Regions from separate parts of the Bos taurus genome. Here region 2 is linked to region 1. A link is a contact called in public Hi-C data. All regions are on one chromosome and are shown on one strand. Each heading gives the region's core, a stretch centred on a gene start, on an enhancer-like site or on the middle of the called end of the contact. The rest is flanking DNA. Distances are from core to core; before and after follow the strand shown. Region 1 has its middle 39 kb from the start of HSD17B13. Region 2 overlaps LOC132345541 (a long non-coding RNA gene).

Region 1 (5,414 bases), core at 1,843-4,342:
GAAGGAAATGGCAACCCACTCTAATACTCTTGCCTGGAAAATTCCATGGATGTAGGAGCCTGGTGGGCTACAGTCCAGGGGGTTGCAAAGAGTCGGAGACGACTAAGCGACTTTACTTTCACTTTTCTTTCAATGCTTTTTTAAAATATTGGTCTTCAACACAGTGAAATGTTGAATATTTCTTTTCCCTATTGCTCTGGCTAGAGAAGAGCATTAATAGATGAATCCCAGCCACACTTTACCAGCTGCTTTATAGGTATTAATCTATGATCTTCAGACTCCAGTTGAATTTAAAATCATGAGAATAATAAGAGATGGGGTCAGAGAGTCAACAGGTGGCCAGATTGTGAAGGATTTACTCTGAGACAACAGAGGAAGGCTCTGAACATAATCAGTCTTATGTTTAAAAAGATGATTTTGCCTGCTAGAAGATAGTGTAGGAGGCTCAGGAAGAAGCAAGAAGAACACTTAAGAGGCTGTTGGAATGATCCAGGCAAAGCAAAATGATGACTGGAAGCAGGGTTGTGGCAGGGCAAGTGGTGAGATGTGGTTGAATAGTGGATGTGGTTTGTGTGGCAAGTGGACAGGATTTATTGATGGTTTATATATGAAGATGGAAAATGATAATGATAACTCCAGGGATTTTAGCCTGGGAAGATAGAAGGATGAAGTTGCCTATCTACTCTGACAGGCAGGACTATCAGAAAAGCAGGTTTGGGAAAGAATATTGAGAGTCTGGTGTTGGAAATGTCAAACTTGACATGTTTTATAGACATTATATACTTTGTCTAATTAATTGCCAAAATAATTCTGAAAGTAAGTGTTGGTTGTCACTTTCATTTTACAGATGAGGAATCCAAAGTTGAGAGAATTTAAGTAAATTGCCCACCTTCACACACCAGTAAATGTCAGAGGCAAATTAGACCCCAAGTCTTACAGAATCTAAAATTGGGTTCATCCCACTACTACCAAACTGTGCTTACCTATTTATACAAACTATTTTTCATCTTATTCTCTACCACCTAGAATTTTTCTGAGTTGCTTTCTATACACATTTTAAAAAATAACTTTCCATAGTCATCAAGACAGTATGGTACTGGCACAAAGACAGAAATATGGATAAATGGAACAAAATAGAAAGCCCAGAGATAAATCCATGCACCTATAGACACCTGATTTTTGACAAAGGAGGCAAGAATATACAATGAAGAAAAGACAATCTATTTAACAAATGGTGCTGGGAAAACTGATCAACCACTTGTAAAAGAATGAATCTAGAACACTTTCTAACACCATACACAAAAATAAACTCAAAATGGATTAAAGATCTAAAGTAAGACCAGAAACTATTAAATTCCTAGAGGAAAACATAGGCAAAACACTCTCCAACATAAACCACAGCAGGATCCTCTATGACCCACCTCCTAGAATATTGGATATAAAAGCAAAAATAAACAAATGGGACCTAATTAAAATTAAAAGCTTCTGCACAACAAAGGAAACTATAAGCAAGGTGAAAAGACAGCCTTAAGAATGGGAGAAAATAATAGCAAACAAAGCAACGGACAAAGAATTAATCTCAAAAATATACAAGCAACTCCTGCAGCTCAACTCCAGAAAAATAAAAGACCCAATCAAAAAGTGGGCCAAAGAACTAAACAGACATTTCTCCAAAGAAGACATACAGATGGCTAACAAACACATGAAAAGATGCTCAACATCACTCATTATCAGAGAAATGCAAATCAAAACCACAATGAGGTATCATTTCATGCCAGTCAGAATGGCTGTGATCCAGAAGTCTACAAACAATAAATGCTGGAGAGGATGTGGAGAAAAGGGAACCCTCTTACACTGTTGGTGGGAATGCAAACTAGTTCAGCCACTATGGAGAACAGTGTGGAGATTCCTTAAGAAACTGGAAATAGAACTGCGATATGACCCAGCAATCCCACTGCTGGGCATTCACACTGAGGAAACCAGAAGGGAAAGAGACACATGTACCCCAGTGTTCATCGCAGCACTGTTTATAATAGCCAGGACATGGAAGAAACCTAGATGTCCATCAGCAGACGAATGGATAAGAAAGCTGTGGTACATATACACAATGGAGTATTACTCAGCCATTAAAAAGAATACATTTGAATCAGTTCTAATGAGGTGGATGAAACTGGAGCCTATTATACAGAGTGAAGTAAGCCAGATAGAAAAACACCAATACAATATACTAACGCATATATATGGAATTTAGAAAGATGGTAACGATAACCCTGTATGCTAGACAGCAAAACAGACACAGATGTATAGAACAGTCTTTCGGACTCTGTGGGAGAGGGCGAGGGTGGGATAATATGGGAGAATGGCATTGAAACATGTAAATTATCATATGTGAAACCAATCACCAGTCCAGGTTCGATGCATGATACAGGGTGCTCAGGGCTGGTGCACTGGGATGACCCAGAGGGATGGTATGGGGAGGGAGGTGGGAAGGAGGTTCAGGATGGGGAACACATCTACACCCATGGTGGATTCAAGTCAATGTATGGCAAAACCAATACAATATTGTAAAGTAAAATAAATAAATAAATAAAATTTAAAAATAAATAAAATAACTTTCCATTTCTGCAACCTAGGTATTACATATGGTCTGATGATTAAGAATGTGATGTTTATGTGATGACCAAGCAAGGTAGAGATTGCAAAGAATCAAGTCTTCTCTGAGTTTCCAATGAGCTCATGGCTGGCTTGTTGAACCCTACATTCTCAGTTCCTTAGACAGCTTGTTGAGACTGTATGATGAAGTTATGGCTGAGCTGGGGACTTTCCTGGTGCCTTCAGATGGTAAAGAATCTGCCTGCAATGTGGGAGACCAGGGCTCGATACCTGGGTCAGGAAGGTCCCCTGGAGAAGGGAATGGCAACCCACTCCAGTATTCTCGCCTGGAGAATTCCACGGACAGAGGAGCCTGGAGGGCTATAGTCCATGGGATCGCAAAATGCTGGACATGACTGAACTACTTTCACTTCTCTTCATAGGAATGGCAATGGTGTGTGTGACTTCCAAGTCATACTCAGAAGAAAACTGCTTTCCCTTCACTTCCTCTTTCCCACTTCCCTTGTGCTGGAACCACGATGTCCTGGAAGACAGGGGACAGACACACCATAGGAGCAGATGGAGAAGTATTTGTAGAAAGAGTTCCGGGTCCCTAAATGACACTGTAGAGCAAGGCTGGCTTCTTCTTCTGGGCCTCCCAATAGTTTAGGCTTTTTAAAATTAGTACTTTAAAAAATATTTTTATTTATTTGGTGGCACCAAGTCTTAATTGTGGTATGTGGGATCTAGTTCCCTGACCAGTGATTGAACCCAGAACCGCTGCATTGGGAGCTTGGAGTTTCAGCTACTGGATCACCAGGGAAGTTCCTAGCTTAGAGTTTTTAAATGAGAGAGAAATAAACCAGGTCTTTTGTGTAAGCTAGTATTAAAAGCAGGTGAACCACTTTCTTAGCAAAATATATCATATATATTGTATTAATCTCAATACACCACAGCTTCCCAGGAGGCAGTATGGTATAGTAGTTAAAAACAAATGGATGTATTCTAGGGACTTCCTGGTGGTCTAGTGGTTAAGACTCCCAGATTCCACTGCAGGGGGCCACAGGTTTGATCCCTGGTTAGGGAACTAGATCCCACACATCCCAACTAAGTCCCAGTACAGCCAAATAAATAAATAAATAAATATGAGTTCTATTGGACAATGGCTCCAGTCCTTGGTGGGTCACGCAGTAGCTGTACATGCCGGAAGCCACCACGGGAGATCCCACCCATGACAAAGGTCGTGCGGAGAAGACCTGACAGGCAAAGGTGGATCAGGACTCAAGGGATTCCCTGGACCTGCTTGAGCATCTACCCTGAAACCAAAATCTGTCTGTCTACTGTCTACTATATTATGCCTTTCAACCACTCTTCTGATATTAGGAGGGGGCTATCCCCGACCACCTTTCTCTGGAGAAAATCAACTTAGGGCTCTAAGTTGATAAGTCCCCTGGGCATGAGAGGAATATTTCTATTCTAACCCCTCTGTTGGCATTCTAGCTTGCTTGACAGGTTTTTCCTTACTCTTAAAACTAACGCACATGATTGTTCACAACTTCCCAACCATGAAAGGCACGGGAAGCCTAAGCATTCTAAAAGTCCTAATGGGCATAGAGCCCTTTAAGGGGTTAAAAATTATTAGACTAGTACTGGTAAAGGGCTTCGTGATTGGGCCAATGCTTGCTGCCAAGTTCCCATATCCCTTATCCAATGTGCACTTGGGAGTGCATTACTTAATGCAGTTGGAATGCAAGAAAAACAAGTAGTAGCCTTGGTATTAACCACATCAGACCTTTGAGCTAGTAAGTTCTTTCTTTGTTGTGACCCACTGCACCTTTGCTCCATGAGAATGTAACTCTGTTTAGTACTTTCTGAGGCTGACACAGATTAGAAATATAAAGAAAAAACACTTCAAGGGAGAACAAGTTTTCTGGTTGACCAACCTTTATCAAAAAAGGGTCATAAAATGTCAACAGGCCTCCAGGCCAGAAGATAATGTACATAGCATAAGACCCTTGTTTATGGAAAGGTATACAGAAAAAAATCCTGGTTTCGACAAGGGCAAAACTGCTGGAGTGTTTGGGCTGACTCTGCATGACCTTGCACCTTTCATTTCCCTCTGTGTACAAGTCAGGGTATAAAGGCTCCTTTTGAAAATAAAGTTACGGGCCTCGCTCACCGAAGCTTGGCCTCCCCGTGTCATTCATTCGCCGACACCATTCATCTTGAGATTATCCCTGGGCTCTGCTGAGGCTGGTCCCCAGCATGTACATTCTAACCTCATTTAGTAATTTCTCTGTACATCAGGTCATTGATCTTAGAATAAGGATGACAAAGGGCTTCCTAGCTAGCACTAGTGGTAATGAACCCACCTGCCAATGCAGGAGACATAGGACACACAGGTTTGATTCCTGTGTTGGGAAGCTTCACTGAAGGAGGACATGCAACACATTCCAGTGTTCTTGCCTGGAGAATCCCATGGACAGAAGAGCCTGGTGCGTTCATAGGGTCGCAAAGAGTCAGACACAACTGAAGTGACTTAGCATGCACACAAAAACAACAAAATCATCTATGTTATAAAGATTTTATGATAGTTAAATAATTTAACATGTGAAGAGCATTTATAACACAGGCTAGGAGACGGTAGTTCAGTTCAGTTCAGTTCAATCGTTCAGTCATGTCCGACTTTTTGCGACCCCATGAATCACAGCATGCCAGGCCTCCCTGTCCATCACCAACTCCCGGAGTTCACTCAGACTCACGTCCATCGAGTCAGTGATGCCATCCAGCCATCTCATCCTCTGTCGTCCCCTTCTCCTCCT
Region 2 (5,414 bases), core at 2,127-4,626, 190 kb after region 1:
TGATTACTTGGGTTCCATTCGGCCATAGATTTTTATGGTTCAGAAGAATTATTCTTACCTTTTCTGAGATTAAATATCACTTGATTTTATCAGTATAACCATAGCAAAAAAGTCTTACCCAAAGAAGCCCTAAAAAAAAATTATTGGGATAGCTTCAGCCCATTAAGTAGATTTGTAGTTTATAGTAGCTTAAAAATGAATACTTACCCCAAGTTGGTTCAAGATAGAAATGATTAACTGTGAAAGAAAAAAATATCAAGGATCAGTGAAAACAATGGGTTTAGCTTTAGCTTATTTTTAACTTAGTATGTATATAAGCTAAACTATTTTCTATATGAAAATCTTTGTTTTTGCTGAGAAATTAATTCCATTTTGCTACTTATGTTTTATTTAGGTGATGTAAGATTTTAAAATGAATATGCAAGATTTAGATTTGAACTCCCTTAATTCATAGAACTGTTTTTTTGTAACTGCTTTGTAATGGTATTTACTATATCTGAAATACAGAAAATTGATGTGAATGGTTGAGAAACTGGCTGTATACACTTATATACAAGTGCCATCTTTCTTAAATTGTGTGTGAATTCCCTGTGAGAACGATACTTGGACCAGAATTTTAGGACAGCTACGATTTTGCTTCTAGGGTTTGCTTACACAGGCAGTTCCACTTGTTAGTATTGCTTCGTAGCTTTCATGGGGCCCTGTTCTAAGAGACCGGCAGCTTGCTTGAGGAATCGACCCCTGTGTCAAAAAGGCAAATGCCTCTGTTTATAGTGCTGTCCATCCCAACATATGTGCAAGAATGTGTAAGCTAAACACTGGTCTGCTTATTCTTAGGCAAGAACAATACCCTTAAATAAAATTCAGAAAAATAAAGTATAGTATTATGAAATCAGATTTGGTAACTTTCGAATAAGTCGTATGTGTGAGGAGTCAGTATTTTCACTGGAAGAGACTTTGGCGGTAAATCAATACATCTACCCAAGGTCACACAGCTAATTTAAAGATGAGCTTAGAATCTGGACTTACCCACCACAGGCCAGTGCTGTTTTAGCCATGTTTTGATGTGAAGATGAACTTGCCGATTTTGGAATCATCAATAATTAATTGTTGACAGTAGTTTCCCCAGACATTTTCAGAATATGTATTCATATATATATATGTATATATATAAATTCTAACATGATTAGGAGTATGCTAGAACTTCTATGATTTACATTTGGAAATGGACTATCATAATGCTTAGAGTGGATTGTAGAAAGAGCACTAATTAAAACTTGGCTTGTGCTCTTATTTAGTTTGACCTTAAAGTTTTTGGAACACTTAAATATTCCTCAGGATGATTGCCTTTAAATAATCTGTATAGACGAATCCTGAAAAGTTTTACCGCAGGCAAACAATAATTTAGGCCTGACTTTCTGCCATTTTTATGAAATACTGCAGGTCTCTAATTCTAAGATGCCATCAGCTATAAAGTATACCATTTAGTTAATGATGCATCTTAAAGAAAAAGATATCCCAGGTTAAATACATCCGCTGTGAGAGGTATCTAGATTTCAGAAAATGTTTGTGTGCAAAGTATGTGGGAAATGAAATTTTTTAGTTTTCTCTTTTTTAACTCCCAAGTGTTTTACCTGTGTTTTCATAAACTGAAACTCAAAAAAACTATATCAATATAGGGCCTCATTAAAAAGTTGAACTTTGTGCAGTTCAGTAAAAAATTATCTATTGGGATTTAAGTTTGATTATAATATGCATTTATGCAAATGCTTCATTAGTGAAGAAATAGTCAAGTCTATTTCATCTCTCCTAAAGTAGTTTCTTCTATAACTCTTAAATCTTTTGACTCTTCACCTTCATCCTCATCGATGATAGAACAGGTTGTTTTGTCAGTTTATAGTTTGGAGAAGATGAATAAGTGAATGTAGAGCTGCTTGCATGCATTGAGATAGTTTTCTGGCTTTGAACTTAACAACTGTGCTTTATTTCATTTCCAAATGAACTGGATTAATAAAGACAGTAATTTGTATGATGAACTGGCTCATCTTAAGTGTAATGTGTTGTTGTAGGTGTTGAATGTAGTGTCTTTATAAACTTTATAGATTAACAGGGCAGTATTTACCGCTATGAGATCATTAAGTGTCAGGACCTAGAATAAAGAGGACACAATCAAATAATCAAGAAGTTATAATTCAGCATTTTATCTTTTGTATGTTATATATTTTATAATAACTTGATTAATGAAAACAGCTTTTTGGAATTCTTAGCTTATATAAAAGGACATTAGTAAGATTGAGATTCACTGATATTTTAAGGCTTCCACTCCCCCTCCCACACCATGGTACCCACCCAGCCTTCACACCTGCTATCTCTGGAAACATATAGTCCAAATTTTTTATTCTGTTGTTGTTGTTGACTGCAAATGTAGCTGGGATTTCTTGGAAAGATGATGAAACTTACGCTTACGATGTTGGAAAAAAGACTATATTTGGGAATCTTTTTTTTTTGTTTTTTTTGGGCAAGACTCACAGCTTGCAGAATCTTAGCTCCTTGACCAGGAATGGAACCTTGGCCCATCAGTGAAAGTGCCAAGTCCTAACCACCGGAGACCAGGAAATTCCCAATAACTTCACAACTTTAATAATATAATTTCCTATAATTATAATAGAAGTATTGTTAAAAATTTGGAATTAATATGCTGTGTTATACACTGTTTTTTGGTTTGTGACTTTGTCATTCTGTGTAATTTTTCCTCATCCAGTAAAGTCTTGTCAAAAGTAAAATTTACATAATCCTTTTATACCATAACCATAACCTTAAATCTAGTTCAAAGGCTTCACTAATGGTTCCCACTAATGGTCCCCAAAGGATAATGAGAACCATTATTTTTGGTATCAACTTCCTTTCCAAATGAATCTCAAGAGTTTTCAAGGTTTTTGTACCCATTTAAATACTTTCTTGAAGGAAAACTTTAAGTATAATTACCTGATTTGGATTATTAGGAAATGGGAGAGGAAGAGGAATTGGAATCTACAAAAAAAAAAAAAAAAGGGGGGGGCGGGGGAGGGGAAGTGAGTTGTGAATAAAACAAAGTGGAACATTTTGTTTTAGCTTTTTTTCCTCATGTGTTCATTGATTACTCGTCAGTCCATCCACCCACCCAAGTATTTATTGAGCAATTATATGCTCTCATAGAGCCCACCTTCTAGTTGGTGGAAATTAGACTCTAGATTGAACTTCAAGTCATATTTTTCTTGTAAAAAGTATGTTTATTTTGCTTAAGTAGTCAAACCTAAAGCCCAGAAACCTGCCTTATGCGTTGATAGTTTTGGTAGGCCATCTTTGCCTGATTTTTAATACTGTTCTGCCATCTGGTGGAAGGAAGAGCATCTGTTTCAAATACTAGTAATTCTTTTTATCGCCACATGTGTGTGCTAAGTCTCTTTTGTGGTGTCCAGCTCTTTACGATCCTATATACTGTAGCCCACCAGGCTCCCTCTATGCATGGAATTCTCTGGGCAAGAATTACACATAGATTTACATAATTTTAGGCATATGATTTTAGTAGCAATTAATAAATTCAAATTATAAACCAAGACTCCAAGGTTTTGCATCAATTTAAAACAAATCTTACTGGATTTCAGCCAAAAAAAAGAGAAAAGAACCAGTGTACCTGACTGGAAACAAATAGCAGTTAGTTATAAACGCAAAAACTTAGAAATTTAGTGTCTTAAGAGTCCATTGCATGCAGGCTAAGTCCTTATGCTTCAGTTGTGTCTGACACTTTACGACCCTATGGACTGTAGCCTGCCAGGCTCCTTTGTCCATGGAATTCTCCAGCCAAGAATATGGCAGTGGGTTGCCATCCTCCAGGGGATCTTCCTGACCCAGGGATTGAACCTGTGTCTCTTAGGTCTCCTGCATTGGCAGGCAGGTTCTTTACCATGAGTGCCACTTGGGAAGCCTCAGAGTCCGTTATGTCATGGGAAAACATTAAAGGGAAAGAATGTTCCACTGAGGACAGTCACTTTAGTAACAGCTTACAAAAGCCTACTTAAAGCAGAGAAACAGTTTGAAATTAAATATAAGCAAAGGGAAGTTATTTTGTTACATTTAAATATGAAAAAAATTATGCAAAGTTGTGTTTCTACTTTAAAAGTATTTAGACAATAGACAAGCAGTTAAACAAGATGCTATTTTAAAATGTGTATAAACTTTTCCAAACAACATTGCCTAGCTATTGTTTATGTTATGTGTCCCAGCCTGTGTTGTAGCTTCATTGCGCTGGTTGTTCCCTGAGCTGCCACGTCCTCAGCACTGACTGTTCCTGTACCTGGAGTGCCTCACTCCTCATAACCTGGCTTGGCTGTCTCTCCTCTGTGAATGAACTCTGACGCACAGCCTAAGTCAGTTGGATTTGGATTTCCGTCTAGAAGCACTTAGCAAATTATTGGGTTGGCCAAAAACTTCATTGGAGTTTTTCCATTAAGATGTTACAGAAAAACCTGAGCAAAATTTTTTGGCCAGCCCAGTGCATTTTTTTTTTTTTTTCATTTATGAATCTCTTTTCTTTATCAGATTGCAAGCTTACTCATATTTTTTGTTTTTCTAGCGATCACTATAGACCACTTTATCTGGCAGACAGTAAATATTAGCCAAATGAATCCTGTCTGTCCCAATAAAGGTGTTTCTGTTATGTAGTTAGTGTTGTTCTGGCCTTTATTAAACAAGATGTTGTAAGAATTCAGATATTAGAGACTGAAGAGGGTACAAGAAGAGCAAAATAATTGTATTGTTTGACCTGTGAGAAAACGTTAGGGGTGGGGGGAAAAACTTCTTAGAGAAGGCAACAAGGTGATTTAAAAGGAGAAAAAGAACAGGTAATATAGACAAAGGTTAGCATTCCCTTCCTGAAAGTATGGAGAAGGCAATGGCACCCCACTCCAGTACTCTTGCCTGGAAAATCCCATGGACGGAGGAGCCTGGTAGGCTGCAGTCCATGGGGTCCCTAAGGGTTGGACATGACTGAGCGACTTCACTTTCACTTTTCACTTTCATGCATTGGAGAAGGAAATGGCAACCCACTCCAGTGTTCTTGCCTGGAGAATTCCAGGGACGAGGGAGCCTGGTGGTCTGCTGTCTATGGGGTCGCACAGAGTTGGACACGACTGAAGCGTAACTAAGCTCATCATAGTCGAGGTAATTCAGTATAACCACCTCTTTGATCACAAGTGTAGGGAGAAATTGGAAGAAGTCACTGAAGCCCTGGAGGGGTACTTGCTCCCCTGGTCGCACTCTGCAAGCTGTGCAGGGAGGGAAGTCTGAATAGCTGCTGCCTGATGGTTTCTTAATGCCTTTTATGTCTGTGTCCAAATCTGCAAAGTGTTATAACTGTCATCCGACTAATAACGACT

The links. Hi-C and Micro-C count contacts between places; a contact is called where the count stands out from the background.
Region 2: a contact with region 1 is called in a Hi-C map of liver, with 2.2 times the contacts expected there. The contact joins two enhancer-like sites. A contact is called at or near these places in 2 of 11 Hi-C or Micro-C datasets (liver and skeletal muscle).

The regions. Positions count from the first base shown.
Region 1 is chr6:102,170,164-102,175,577 of ARS-UCD2.0, forward strand. No RefSeq gene overlaps it. Among named protein-coding and RNA genes, the nearest start is that of HSD17B13, 39 kb to the right of the region's middle. Within about 2 kb of position 3,093, at least 6 of the 102 cell types and tissues checked have an H3K27ac peak or open chromatin away from gene starts, as enhancers often do. A contact at or near this core is called in liver, where this site is marked.
Region 2 is chr6:102,359,720-102,365,133 of ARS-UCD2.0, forward strand. It overlaps LOC132345541 (a long non-coding RNA gene), which reads right to left. Exons shown (of 2, transcript XR_009494942.1): 1 at 208-5,414. Among named protein-coding and RNA genes, the nearest start is that of NUDT9, 42 kb to the left of the region's middle. Within about 2 kb of position 3,377, at least 4 of the 102 cell types and tissues checked have an H3K27ac peak or open chromatin away from gene starts, as enhancers often do. A contact at or near this core is called in liver, where this site is marked.